Regions from separate parts of the Mus musculus genome. Here region 2 is linked to region 1. Evidence: chromatin contacts called from public HiChIP or PLAC-seq data. All regions are on one chromosome and are shown on one strand. The core of a region is the stretch at or near the end of the contact, and the rest is flanking DNA. Distances in the headings are between cores, read along the strand shown.

Region 1 (5,854 bases), core at 533-3,032:
ACAAAGGTTCGTTTGACAGTCTGCAAACTGACAGGAGTGCCTGTAGACAGGTAGCAGATGGCACATGGTATGGGACCTGCTCTAAGTGAACTGACACCAAGAAGACCGCAAGGCTACATCCCACAGCGACAGCATGGTTACAGCCCACAGCTCTAACTTGTGACCCAGTCCACAAGTCCGTAAGGGCACAATATGTCAACATGTGGAATCCTGGGACTTGGGGGGAAATAAATGTGGGACCATAACAAAATAGCACAATAGCCTAAGAGCCAAATTCATGTTCTGGTGTCAAAGCACGTTCATGGAGTGTTTTTATAATAACGGAGAGGAGGGAAAGGTCATGAAACAAGGCGCTTTTCAGATAACCTTTGTGGAAACCGAAGTGGCTACAGCAAAGTGGAAAAATCCTATGAGCTTTCCGTGTTGGCTGATGACTCGTAGTTTCTTGGTTGGCAGAACCTATGGTTTTGTTAATGTATCCCAAAAGGTTTGTATCTACTGGTTACAGGATGCTAGGGTCTGCCCAGTAGGCAAGGAATGGCTATTTAGTGGGTGTGGTGGTTGGAATGAGAATGTCCGTCACAGGCTCTGATATTTGAATACTTGGCCCCTCGGTGGTGGAACTGTTTGAGGAGGGGTAGAAAGTATGGCTTTCCTGGAAGACGTCTATCAGTGGGAACATGGTGTGAGGCTTCCAAGCCATGAGCCATTTTCGGTTCTTTCCCCTGCTTGCTCCTTATGATGGGAGCTCTCATTGGAATGCCCCAGCTGCCAGGCTTGCCTGCAGCTGAACCTCCCCCACGGTAATGGCGACAGACTCTTCTTACTCCTCTGGAACCATACCCCCAGATAAACCTTACCTTCTACAGGTTGCCTTGATTATGCTGTCTTATCACAGTAACAGAAAAGTAACTGTTACAGGGGCTAAGGCTATCCCTACATAAATTGCAATTAGGCTGCACTATTCACAACTCGCCACAGACACTGGGGTGAGAACCAGTTCACCCACCTCGCAAACATTTCCAACCTGAAGGTGCAGCCTCATTCACTCTGGGAGCTGCTGCTCTGCCTTCTCTCTGCTCTCCAAAGGATGTCATCGCATCCATACCACACAGCCAGATAACTGGGACCCTTCTCGCTCGGGCTAAGCAGTCTATATATAAATCAGACATTATCCATTTCCATTTCCCTGTGTAGGATGTTCTGCAGAGAAAGTAACATGATTTCCTGGAATGTCTATGTGCTTTGTGCAAGTCTTAAAAGGAAACGATCCCAAAACTCAGTTCCTTGTTGGTTCTGCTTGATTTGATCTAAATTCTTTATTTAAAAAATAGAGAATTCTATTCTAGTCTATTCTCCTTTAATATCCATCAGTTAAAAAAAAAATACTTTTTGTGCCCTTATAAATAACCTACATTCTATGCAAGAAGTTATAGTGTTCTGTTAAAAGGATCGAATTAAATAAAGACATCAGCAGAAATTGAATCAACAATTCTTGTTCCTGTCTGTGAAATGTCAATTAAATCCCAAGGCCCCAACAACAAACCCAGAAGCCTTATTTGAGCATTCTGATAGCCTTTGCTTTACCAATAAGCCACCTCTTTCCTCTGAGATTTGAATCACTTTTAAATGAATTATTGGGCTACATGATGACCTAGACTCCCAGGATTTATCACTGTTAATTTTCTACCTCTCTCTGACCATATCTTGTTAATTTGGAGAGCATCCCGCAGAGCTTTGCTCTGCCAAATGAAGCCTTCAACTAACCAGCAGAGGGAGCCCCAGAAGACGCCTCAGCTCCCCCAGTGTCTTCCTGGGTGCACCAGGAAGTCTCTGTGAATTCAGGTCTGCTCTCTGCAGGAAGAAGTGCTGTTCAAGTTGGAGGTAGAAAAGACCGATCTTTTAGATGGTGGTTTATTGACTTATTTAGTGCTTTGCTTAAGGCACTCTTTGTGCTGCCTATTCGCCAAGCGTGATTTCAGATAACTGGAGCTGAATGACCCAGAGAAAGAGCAGAAACAATGGACAGTCTGCTGACCTAACCATGCTTGCTTGCCTGCCCCACCTTGTGGTTTTTATACATTAAGAATACACAGTAGACACAGGCTCAAGGCCTTCATGAGCTTTGCTGGCTTCGGTCCACCGATGACGGCTCCTCTCCTCCGCTCTCACTGTTTGTTGTCCGGGTGCTCATCCAGAAAGAGCCCCACAAGAGACTTACTGGGGAAAGCCTGGGTTCTGTCTGCACACCAGTAGGAAACTAGTCTCTCGCCTAAGATCTTTTGAGAACGGAAAGTCTCTTTCGTACAAATTTCTCTTAACAGCTCAGTGGCTCTTGTTTTTCGAAACCCTAAATAAATTGATTCTATGGATCCATGGATGGTTAATGAGATGGGGAGAAAAAGAAAATAAGCTCTCTCCAAAACTGTTTAAGACAACACTGGTTTGTGGAGTGTCGAATTATTAAATTACCCAGTTTGTTTCTTCCACTGTAAAGATGCAGTAGTGATAGTAATCCTGGCTCCTGCCTCAGTCACTAATCTCTCTCCCCCCATCCCCTCCCCCTCCCCCTCTCCTTCCCCTTCCCCTGTCTTTCTTGCTCACTTGCTCCCTGGCTTGCTCTTGCTTTCTTACTCTCTCTGTGCATTTGTGTGTGTGTGTATGCATGTGTGTTTTTATGTGTGCATGCTTCTGTGTGGGTGTCTTTTGTGTCTGTGTGTGTATGTGTCTGTGTCCGTGTATGTATGTGTGAGTATATGTATGTATGTGTATTATGTACATGTGTGTATGTATGTGTGTCTGTGTGTGTATGTATGTGTATGTGTGTTTATGTGTGTGGTGTAGTTAATCCTCACATCAGCCCTTACTGGTAGGTTTCATTGTTCCCACCTACAGAGGAAGAAATAGAGGGCTTGGTGAAGAATTCAATCAAGGACACAAGCTAGAGAGAACTTTCTGACTCAAAAGCCGGTTCTCACCGGTTAAGAAAAATAACCCCATCTTGTAGGTATTTTGAACTGTACATGTCATTTAACCGTTACTGTCCCCACTTCCAAAGGTCCTGTGAGGTAAGCACGAATAGTAACTTCCCCTTCTCCCAACTCCTTTTTACCTCTTTAGCTCCTAATTTTAAAAGTTAGCTTGGGACTGAAAAGATCGCTTAGTGTTTAGGGGCATTCGCTGCTCTTGCTGAGGGCCTAGGTGCAGTTTCTGGAACCCACACGTGGTTTACAGCCATCTGGAACCGATACCTTCTTCTCACCTCTGAGGTCATCAGACATGCACAGAGTACGCAGACACACATGCAGGTAAACACTCCTACACATAGCATTTTTTTAAAAATCCTTTTATTAAAGATGAGAGAAACTAAAGCTCACAACATCAAATGAGGTTTTCTCTTTCTGTATAGAGTAGAGCTGAGACTGGGGTGGGGAGGGGCGATGTGATTGGCAGAGTCTGCTTTGTCACCTATAGGTGATGGGACTCATCTTTCTCCCCAACGCCTTAATCCCAACACAGCCATTTAAGCCCTGAGTTGTTTTGGTTTTTTGTTTGTTTGTTTGTTTGTTTGTTTGTTGTTTTGCTTTGTTTTTAAGAAATGAGAACAGCTACCGGAAGATCCAACAATACCTCTCCTGGGCATATACCCAGAAGATGTTCCAACTGGTAATAAGGACACATGTTCCACTATGTTCATAGCAGCCTTATTTATAATAGCCAGAAGCTGGAAAGAACCCAGATTTCCCTCAACAAAGGAATGGATACTGAAAGTGTGATACATTTACACAATGAAGTACTACTCAGCTATTAAAAAGAATGAATTTATGAAATTCTTGGGCAAATGCATGTATCTGGAGGATATCATCCTTAGTGAGGTAACCCAATCACAAAAGAAGTCACTTGATATGCACTCACTGATAAGTGGATATTAGCCCAGAAACTTAGAATACCCAAGATACAATTTGCAAAGCACAAGAAAATCAAGAAGAACGAAGACCAAAGTGTGGATACTTCATTCCTCCTTAGGCTAGGGAACAAAACACCCATGGAAGGAGTTACAGAGACAAAGTTTAGAGCTAAGACGAAAGGATGCACCATCCAGATACTAGCCCACCCAGGGATCCATCCCATAATCAGCCACCAAACCCAGACACTATTGCATATGCCAGCAAGATTTTGCTGAAAGGACCCTGATATAGCTATCTCAAGTGAGACTATGCCAGTGTCTGGCAAACACAGAAGTGGATGCACACAGTCATCTATAGGATAGAACACAGGGCCCCCAATATAGGAGCTAGAGAAAGTACCCAAGGAGCTAAAGGGGTCTGTAACCCTATAGGTGGAACAACAATATGAACTAACCAGTACCTCCAGAGCTCATGTCTCTAGCTGCATATGTATCAGAAGATGGCCTAGTCGGCCATCATTGGGAAGAGAGGCCCCTTGATCTTACAAACTTTATAAGCCCCAGTACAGGGGATGCCAGGGCCAAGAAGTAGGAGTGAGTGGGTAGGGGAGCAGGGCGGGGGTATAGGGAACTTTCGGGATAGCATTTGAAATGTAAATAAAGAAAATATCTAATAAAAAGAAAAAAGGAAAGAAATGAGAACAGCATTATGTTATTTCCAAAGATCAAATGAAATAAGGTGTGAAGGTGTTTATTAGGTAGGTAAACAATATACAGACCCATACAATCCCATTATCAATATGATCTTGGGTTAGAGTCGGGAGCCAAGTTATGTGTATCTTATGGCAAAATGGCAAGAGAAAGCAGGTCTGTGTCTTTTATTTGCTTCTTCCAGTGAGTGTTCAGTGTTCAGCCTCTCCTCTCCATACCCCAGTTAACTGCCTTTCCCGCTCTCTTTGTCTTGACTCTCAGGGAGCAATGTTGCTTGGAAAGCATTAGAAGGCATTTAGAGGTCATATCCATCCTTCTTAAACTTTGATGCATCTGTTTGTCTGGACTGTCCTATGAGATGCTATCCATCTACCTGGGAAGCCTTCCACCCCTCATTCTGCCCTCTCTGACACTTGGAATCCATCTTCTTGTCCTTTAGAGTGAAAGCAGCTGTCATCACTGACAGTCCTCAGCGTCTATGGGGCTGTACCAACCCATCCTCTGCAAATCAAAAACATCACAGTGAAAAACGCCCTTTGTGAACCTCCCACTCTTCACGTAGCCCAGTGACTCTGTGCTGCTGGATTCCAGGCACTGCCCCGTCATGGTTGGATGAGAGCTATTGTCTTATTATTCAGAATCATGAAAAAGAATAATCAGAGTGTTCACTAGCCTGGAAAAAGTTTTAAAGTACACTTTCTACATTTTCTATCATAAAAATAAAAAATTATAGGTCCAAGAACCAGTAAGTCAAAGACAACGTGGACATCATTATAAACTGCCCTGGTATCCATTTGTTACGCATAAAACTAAGAAATTGTCAGGGTGGGACTAGAGAGATGGCTCAGCAGTTAAGAGCACGTGGGCTGCTCTTCCAGAGGATCCAGATTCAATTCCCAGCAACCACATGGCAGCTTACAACTGTCTGTAACTCCAGTTCCAAGGGATCTGACACCCTCACATAGAAAATCAATCAATCAATCAATCAATCAATCAATCAATCTTTTTTTTTTAAACCTAAGGAATTGTGAAGCAGCTTAAAATGGAGAGATGGGACCTGGCCTTTGCCCTGACCTCTGCAGCTTAAAACAACCAGGAGGCTGCTTTTATTCTCCTGGGAGTCTGTTTCTCAAATGTGTGTGCATGTGCACTGTGACGTGGAGATGTGAAGGGCACTGAGTGGAGAGCACTGTGGGAGCAGGTGCTCTGGACTTGCTAGATCTATATGTTGGATTC
Region 2 (6,276 bases), core at 1,344-3,843, 100 kb after region 1:
AAGGAGAGGGGAGGAAAAAAGAGGAGAGGGGAGGGAAGGGGAGGCCCAGTTGCTAGGTAACTGTTGGGCAGAACCTAGAGGAAATGCTAACAAGGAGTCCTGGGAGGAGCCACTGTTACTGAGTGGTCCTGGGAGGAGCCTCAGGTCCTGGGTTCAAAAGCTAACAAGTACCAATCATTATATTAACAAAAATTTAATTAAATCAAATAAAATATAGGCGGACAGTTAAAGAAATCGCCAGCACTTGGAAGTTCAGTAAGAGAAAAAACAAAAAACAAAAACAAAAAACAGTATCATTTCTCAAATGAGAAGCATAGAAGTTCATAAATTGTGTATGCATGACCTGTAATGTCTCTGTAATTTTTCTCTTGAACCTGTTGTATCAAATTTTTCATTTTTCTTTCCCACAGTCTTCCCCTAATTAGATTTGACGGTCCCACAGGAAAGGGACTGTGCCCTGTAGTTTCATAACGCCCTCACCACAACAGAAATTAGCAAATACCCAGTGAACGGCTGATGCACTATAATTGAGTGTCAAATAGCTGTCCATGGCTTGGTTGCCATTTGGTCTACAAGCTAAACCTGGAAAATCCAAAGAAAGGGGGATTTTATATTATGTGTGTTTCTGCCTCATGTGGTATCTTGGTAAAGGAATAGTTTTCTCTCAACAGTCAACAAAATATCATCAAACCTGCCTATGTACCATCTTTTCTCAAGGTCATTTCTCAAAGAAGAATTTGATTTCCACCAGGCACAAATCTAGGACACCATCTATTCTGCCGTCCTTATGCCCCACCCCACCCCCAAGAAGGCCTTTTAATTTAGTTTGGGAATTTGATAATATTTTTATTGATTAAATTTTGTCATGAAGATACTCAATCTTCCCTTTCCATTTTTATATTTTCTATTCTTTGACTGCCTTCTTTCCTTCCCCCTTTATTTTGAAAGAGGAGCTCTTTGTGTTTATAACAGCAAAGAACACAATATGTGGAAATGTAATGCTCTCTGTAACAATCAGGACTCTCCAGATTCTAAATTATGTAACTCACCTTAACAGTACTTAGCGTACTCATGATAATTACCATAATAGTCCCGATTTCTATTATAAGTACCTCTTAAGAAGAGACAATCTTTGTGTTTATATCCTTGAGTTTGTATTACATGTAGCAACAAAAATAAGCATTTGTTGCTGTCAACTGTTTTCAAGTTCAGCATTTGAAAAACCCCAGGCATGGTGCTGCCAACTCTCTTGGTTTAAATAAAGTAAGTCTTTGTTTTCTTTGGTGCTTTTTGTGGTTACCACAAGGTCATAGTCTTAGCAGAAATCTCATGGTAAAGTTCTTTCTAGCATCCTGATGCATCTTTGATTTTTTTTTTAAATGATTTACTTTTTATGTACAAGGGTATTTTTGCCTGCATGTATGTCTCTGTGTGAGGGGGCCAGATCCCCTGGAACTAGAGTTACGGACAGTTGTGAGCTGCCTTGTGAGTGCTGGGTAATGAAAAAGTAGCCAATGCTCTTAACCACTGAGCCATCTCGCCACCCCTGGTGGTCTCATTTTTTTTCTATTCCTATTAACAATACATGAGAACTTCATGCCAGCCAACTTTCTTTTTCTTTCTTATTGATGTGTATTTGTGTGAGAATGTGTGTGTACTGCTGGAAACTGAACCCAGGGCTTGCATACATTAGGCAAACATTGTAAGCTCTGAGCTACATCCCAAGCTCTTAGTTTTTAGAGACACAGTTTTGAAACAGCTCCTGCTGTTAGCTCCCAAGTAACTTCCAGCATTCACTACCCCACCTAGCTTTTCTATTCATCTGTTTGATTCTAGTCATTACAGGACGTGTAAACGGTATCTTATTGTGGTCTCGGTTTGTGGTTCCCTGAAATTAGTGATGCTAATCATCGTTTAATATCCTTACTCACATTTTTATATTTTTCTCTTGAAAAGGGTCTGTTCAAATCTTGTGTCCCTTTTTCTGTTGGGTTGTCTGTCTTCTTTTATTGAGTTGTGATCCTGGGTAACATTTTGGTCCTAAAGGAAGTCAGTTTTAGCTCTAACCACCACCCTCTGCCAAAGAACTTTATGCTCTCTTGTTCTCTTCGATTCCTGAGGAGAGCCAGCCTATGCAAGACTGGTCAGGGTAGAGCTCATTCGTTCACTTCTATCTTGGGTATTTTGTCAAATGCCTGCTGAACTCCATAGAAGCTATAATGAAGAGACAACCACTCTCCTCTTAGATAGGCTAAGACGAAATGTAAGAGAAGTGTAAATAAGTGGCTATTTACACTTAATGTAAGAAGAGCCTTAAGAGGTCTATAGAAAAACAAAATACTAGTTCTAGTTACTAGGGTTTAACAGAGACCTTATTAAAGGACCTGTGGGGGTGGGGAGAGGTAGGTGAGAAAGACTACAAGAAAATATAAGCCACATTCAAAGCACAGACTTTAAAAGACTCCTCAGAATCATCTCGTGGAGAAAATGATCAGATGAGGAAGAAGGCCCCCTGCAGGGCGGCTGTGAAGATAGTAGTAGTAGCCAAAGAACTCTTTACAGGATGTGGCCCTCTTCAACTCCCCATGTGCCTTCTTTACCTTTAACCCTGGCTTTACCACATCCTGGGTACTTGGTGACAGCTCTTCTGTATCTCCTAGCTGCTTATAAGGAAGGAATCATAGGTCCCTCAAAGGAGACAAGAATCTAGCTCGGAAACCCATGTCCACATGGACCCTGTCTTTCTTGCTGGGTTGCTCAGAGGAACTCCTGTAGCAGTCATCTTGGAGGAGGGAATGTCCTAGGGATTCAACCAGAAGACTAATCTGATAGGCTGCTCTACTTACTGACTGCGAAATCATTGCAAACCAAAGGCAAGCAGATGTGTTGCAGTGCCTGGCTCAGGAGCCACGTTGCTGAGGCACCAGCCCAAGTGCCTCATGCTTCTAAAGACACTGCCCCACCTTCGAGGTCACAGCAAAGACACTAAAATGCTATGACTTAAATGCTGTGATTTAAAATAGTATTTTTTTCCTATGCCGGTGGCTACAGTAGTGAGAGACCTAATTAATAAATGAGGCTCTGCAGTGGGGGAAACCCAAGTATCTGTAGTTGGCATCTATAATGGCAGCATTACTATAATGCATCTATAATGGCATCATTTGCAGAGTGTACCCTAACTAGTGAGGCATCGTTTGCAGAGCGAATCCTAACTGGTAGGCTTCCTTTTGGAGGAAGAGAGGTGACAGAGTAAATGGGGAGATCCTCAGAGTCAGACACATACTAGTTTCTTCTTTAATCAACTAAAAATACAGCCATTATCATCCTTCAAAGGAATTGTTTTTTATTTTAAATAAAGAAAAAAATTACTAAAATCCTAGGAACCACTGCCCTGGATTTATTCATTCAGAATATATGCTTTTATATCTATGCTAAATGCTCTCGAATAATGTTTCACCTCCTAGAAAATAATCCAAAAATCCATAAGTTCCTCTTGTAGAACAATTTTACCACAGTTAATTGTGCAAATCAAGCGTGGCTTTGTGTTTGTCTTTTACCATGATACAAACAATGGAACATAGGAAATTATGCTGCGTGAACCCCAGGAAACAACACTGATGAAGTGTCCTCAACTCGAAGATGTCACATAAATTCATAGTTTATTAGCTAGTCCATATGTGTTAACCAATGTCCCTCCACAGTGATGAACCTGAAGAGCAAACAGTACAGTTGTTTCTTCCCTTTCTCTATTTCATGTCTGTACATACATACAAATAAATCTACTTTTAATGAATGCCTATGAGACTCTGCTAAACATGCCTACACAAATTTTATCTTGTACTGTTGACTTAAAAAAATTATGGCCTCTCCATTGCTATTCCTCTCATAAGTTTTGATGGTTTTATTCATATTGATGCAATTACTTATGATTAAAGGAGTTGATGATGCATAGGACAATGTTGTAAAGGTTAAAAAAAAAAACCTAGTGTGTTATGTTCTACAGCAACTTTTACTTAATGATGCTATAATTAGCTAGACAATCCCAGCAGTGAGCAGCTAACTGATGGAGGAGTTGGTCCATCTGAGATCATCTTGTGTTTCAACAAATAAGCCACAAACATCAGCACAACATGGTATGCAGAGTTATGTCCACGGTTTGTCCCGTGCAAACATGAGTGAATACAGACTTTTTTGTGTCTCTCTTAGAGTTCTTTTCTTACAATAGTGGAAGGAAAATGGAACTCTGTGCTGTCACATGGGCACGCTGTCTCTGGCAGGACCTAGAAATCCATCGTGTTCATTAAATTCTGACTGGGAGTCCCTTTGTTCTCATCTGCTTATGGTAGAGAGTGCCTCTTGCTAGATTCCTGTTTGGGAGCATTTTTCATTGTAGAATCCATAATGCAACAGGCAACTCCATGAGCTCTCATAACACAACACAATGAACCTGTAGACTTTAACTGTCTACTGAATTTCTGATTGTAGTTAAGAAATTACACAAGGAAAATCCTGGTTGCAAAGTGGCCTAATTTAAAAAAAAAAAATGGAATAAATAAGAAAAGATACAGCTTCAAGGACCTTAAAATGACCCTAAGTTTTTCAGTTTAGGAATTTTCTTCAGGGAATTCTTTCTCCATCAGCAGCATAGCTGGGAGACTGTCTGGTCTAGCCCAGCATTTGGCAGCATTTATCTACAGTGCCCAGTTCAATATGCTCAGTAACTGGTGGCTAAAATTAAAAGATGATAAGTTGAGCCTCCAGTCATATTTCCTCTTCCTTCTCAGATGAAAGATGATGAAAGAGGAGAAAGGAGAATTTCAGGTATATAAATCTACAAGGGCAAAGGAGCCAGTGTCTGGCAAATCCCGAATAAGAAAGGTAAGAGGAGAGGGAAAGTGAGACAGATAACTCACAGGAGCCGACACTCAGAGGTATTGTGCTCAGCACAGAACCTTTGTGGCACAGGATTTAGAGGGGATGTGTATGGCCTGTGTCAAGAGAGAAACATGGAAGAAAAAGAGAAAGGACTGGCTGAATGTGTCTCTCTGGAGACATGGGCCTGCTGTGTTAGTTACCTTCCCTGGCAAGCATCTTACAGGAGAAAGGGTCTGTTTGTGACTTTAGCTCACAGTCCAAGGTGACACAGTCCATCACGTCAGGGCAAGCCTGGTAGCAAGCTAGTCCCCTGCATCTTTAGTCAGGAAGCAGACAGATGAATGTATGTGCTAAACTAGCTATCTCCTTTTTATTTAGTCCAGGATCCCGTCCCACGGGATGGTAGGCTTTCTCACTTCTTTTTAAAGGGGGTATTTCTTACTTCACTTAACCCGATCTCAGTAATTCCTCACAGGCATGCCAAGAGACTCATCTCCTCTGTTATTTTAGATTCTGTCATGTTGACAGGCCATATCAACCATCATACACTCTAACCCATTCATGCAAAATGCTAGCATCGAAATACCTCCCTACTAAGAGCTCAGGGATTTCAAGTTTCCTTTGTGAAGAAGTATTTTTTTTTAAAAAGATACCATAGCTGACATTTCATTAGCACAATACTTTTATCAATTCTTTGAGAAATCCCCACATATGTAAATATATTTTGATCATATTCATTCCTCATGTCTCCCTCTCCCTCTTCCCAGAAACGCTCCCCTCTCCCTCCCTCTCCCTCCCTCCCCCTTTCCCTCCACCTCTTCCTTTGTTTTTTAAAATAACCCAATGAGTCCAATTTGTGCTGCCAAAATACTCTCAAGTGTGAGCAGTTTTCTGGAGTGGGGGAGATCTACCAGAGGCCACACCCTTAAAGAGACCCACTCTCCCTCTCCAAAAGCCAGGCAGTGTCAGTGTCATCAGTTGGGGTAGGGACTCATGGGCCCCTCTCCCCTCCATGATGGAATGTAACCTGACATTTTGAAGTCCCATAACAATAACGGTCACCTTTCTTCACAATTGCCCTGAAACAAAATCAGCCAGTGGCAACGCTCACTCTTGAGTGTTAATGAATAACTGGAGGGGGGGGGGTCACCAGGCAAAGAATACTTGTTAACATGAGAGATAAAAACCCTGGTAAGGAAATGGAAAAGTGAGCCTGAAGATTCAGACATTGCAGAGGTCGGCAAGGAACTTTCACAAAGCAATAATCAGCGACCTGATAAATCTAAGACATTTCATCCCCACGACTATAACAGTAAAGACAGATAGTATTTATTGAGGCCACACAGCCAGCTGCTGCTAAGTTGACTATTGGTAAATGGAGAAGGCAGGATTCAGACGTGA

Evidence for each region. HiChIP or PLAC-seq counts read pairs in DNA pulled down with a chosen protein or histone mark.
Region 2: a contact with region 1 is called in an H3K27ac HiChIP or PLAC-seq map of T-cell acute lymphoblastic leukemia, with 5 times the contacts expected there. The contact joins two enhancer-like sites. A contact is called at or near these places in 5 of 484 Hi-C or Micro-C datasets (CD4 T cells, brown adipocytes, cerebral cortex and 2 more) and 3 of 115 datasets of contacts at active chromatin or transcription factors (T-cell acute lymphoblastic leukemia, extraembryonic endoderm stem cells and neural progenitor cells).

The regions. Positions count from the first base shown.
Region 1 is chr12:91,421,534-91,427,387 of GRCm38.p6, forward strand. The region is part of intron 1 of Tshr (thyroid stimulating hormone receptor); the gene reads left to right. Among named protein-coding and RNA genes, the nearest start is that of Tshr, 23 kb to the left of the region's middle. Within about 2 kb of position 1,783, at least 18 of the 459 cell types and tissues checked have an H3K27ac peak or open chromatin away from gene starts, as enhancers often do. A contact at or near this core is called in T-cell acute lymphoblastic leukemia, where this site is marked.
Region 2 is chr12:91,521,263-91,527,538 of GRCm38.p6, forward strand. The region is part of intron 8 of Tshr (thyroid stimulating hormone receptor); the gene reads left to right. Among named protein-coding and RNA genes, the nearest start is that of Gm40541, 12 kb to the right of the region's middle. Within about 2 kb of position 2,594, at least 15 of the 459 cell types and tissues checked have an H3K27ac peak or open chromatin away from gene starts, as enhancers often do. A contact at or near this core is called in T-cell acute lymphoblastic leukemia, where this site is marked.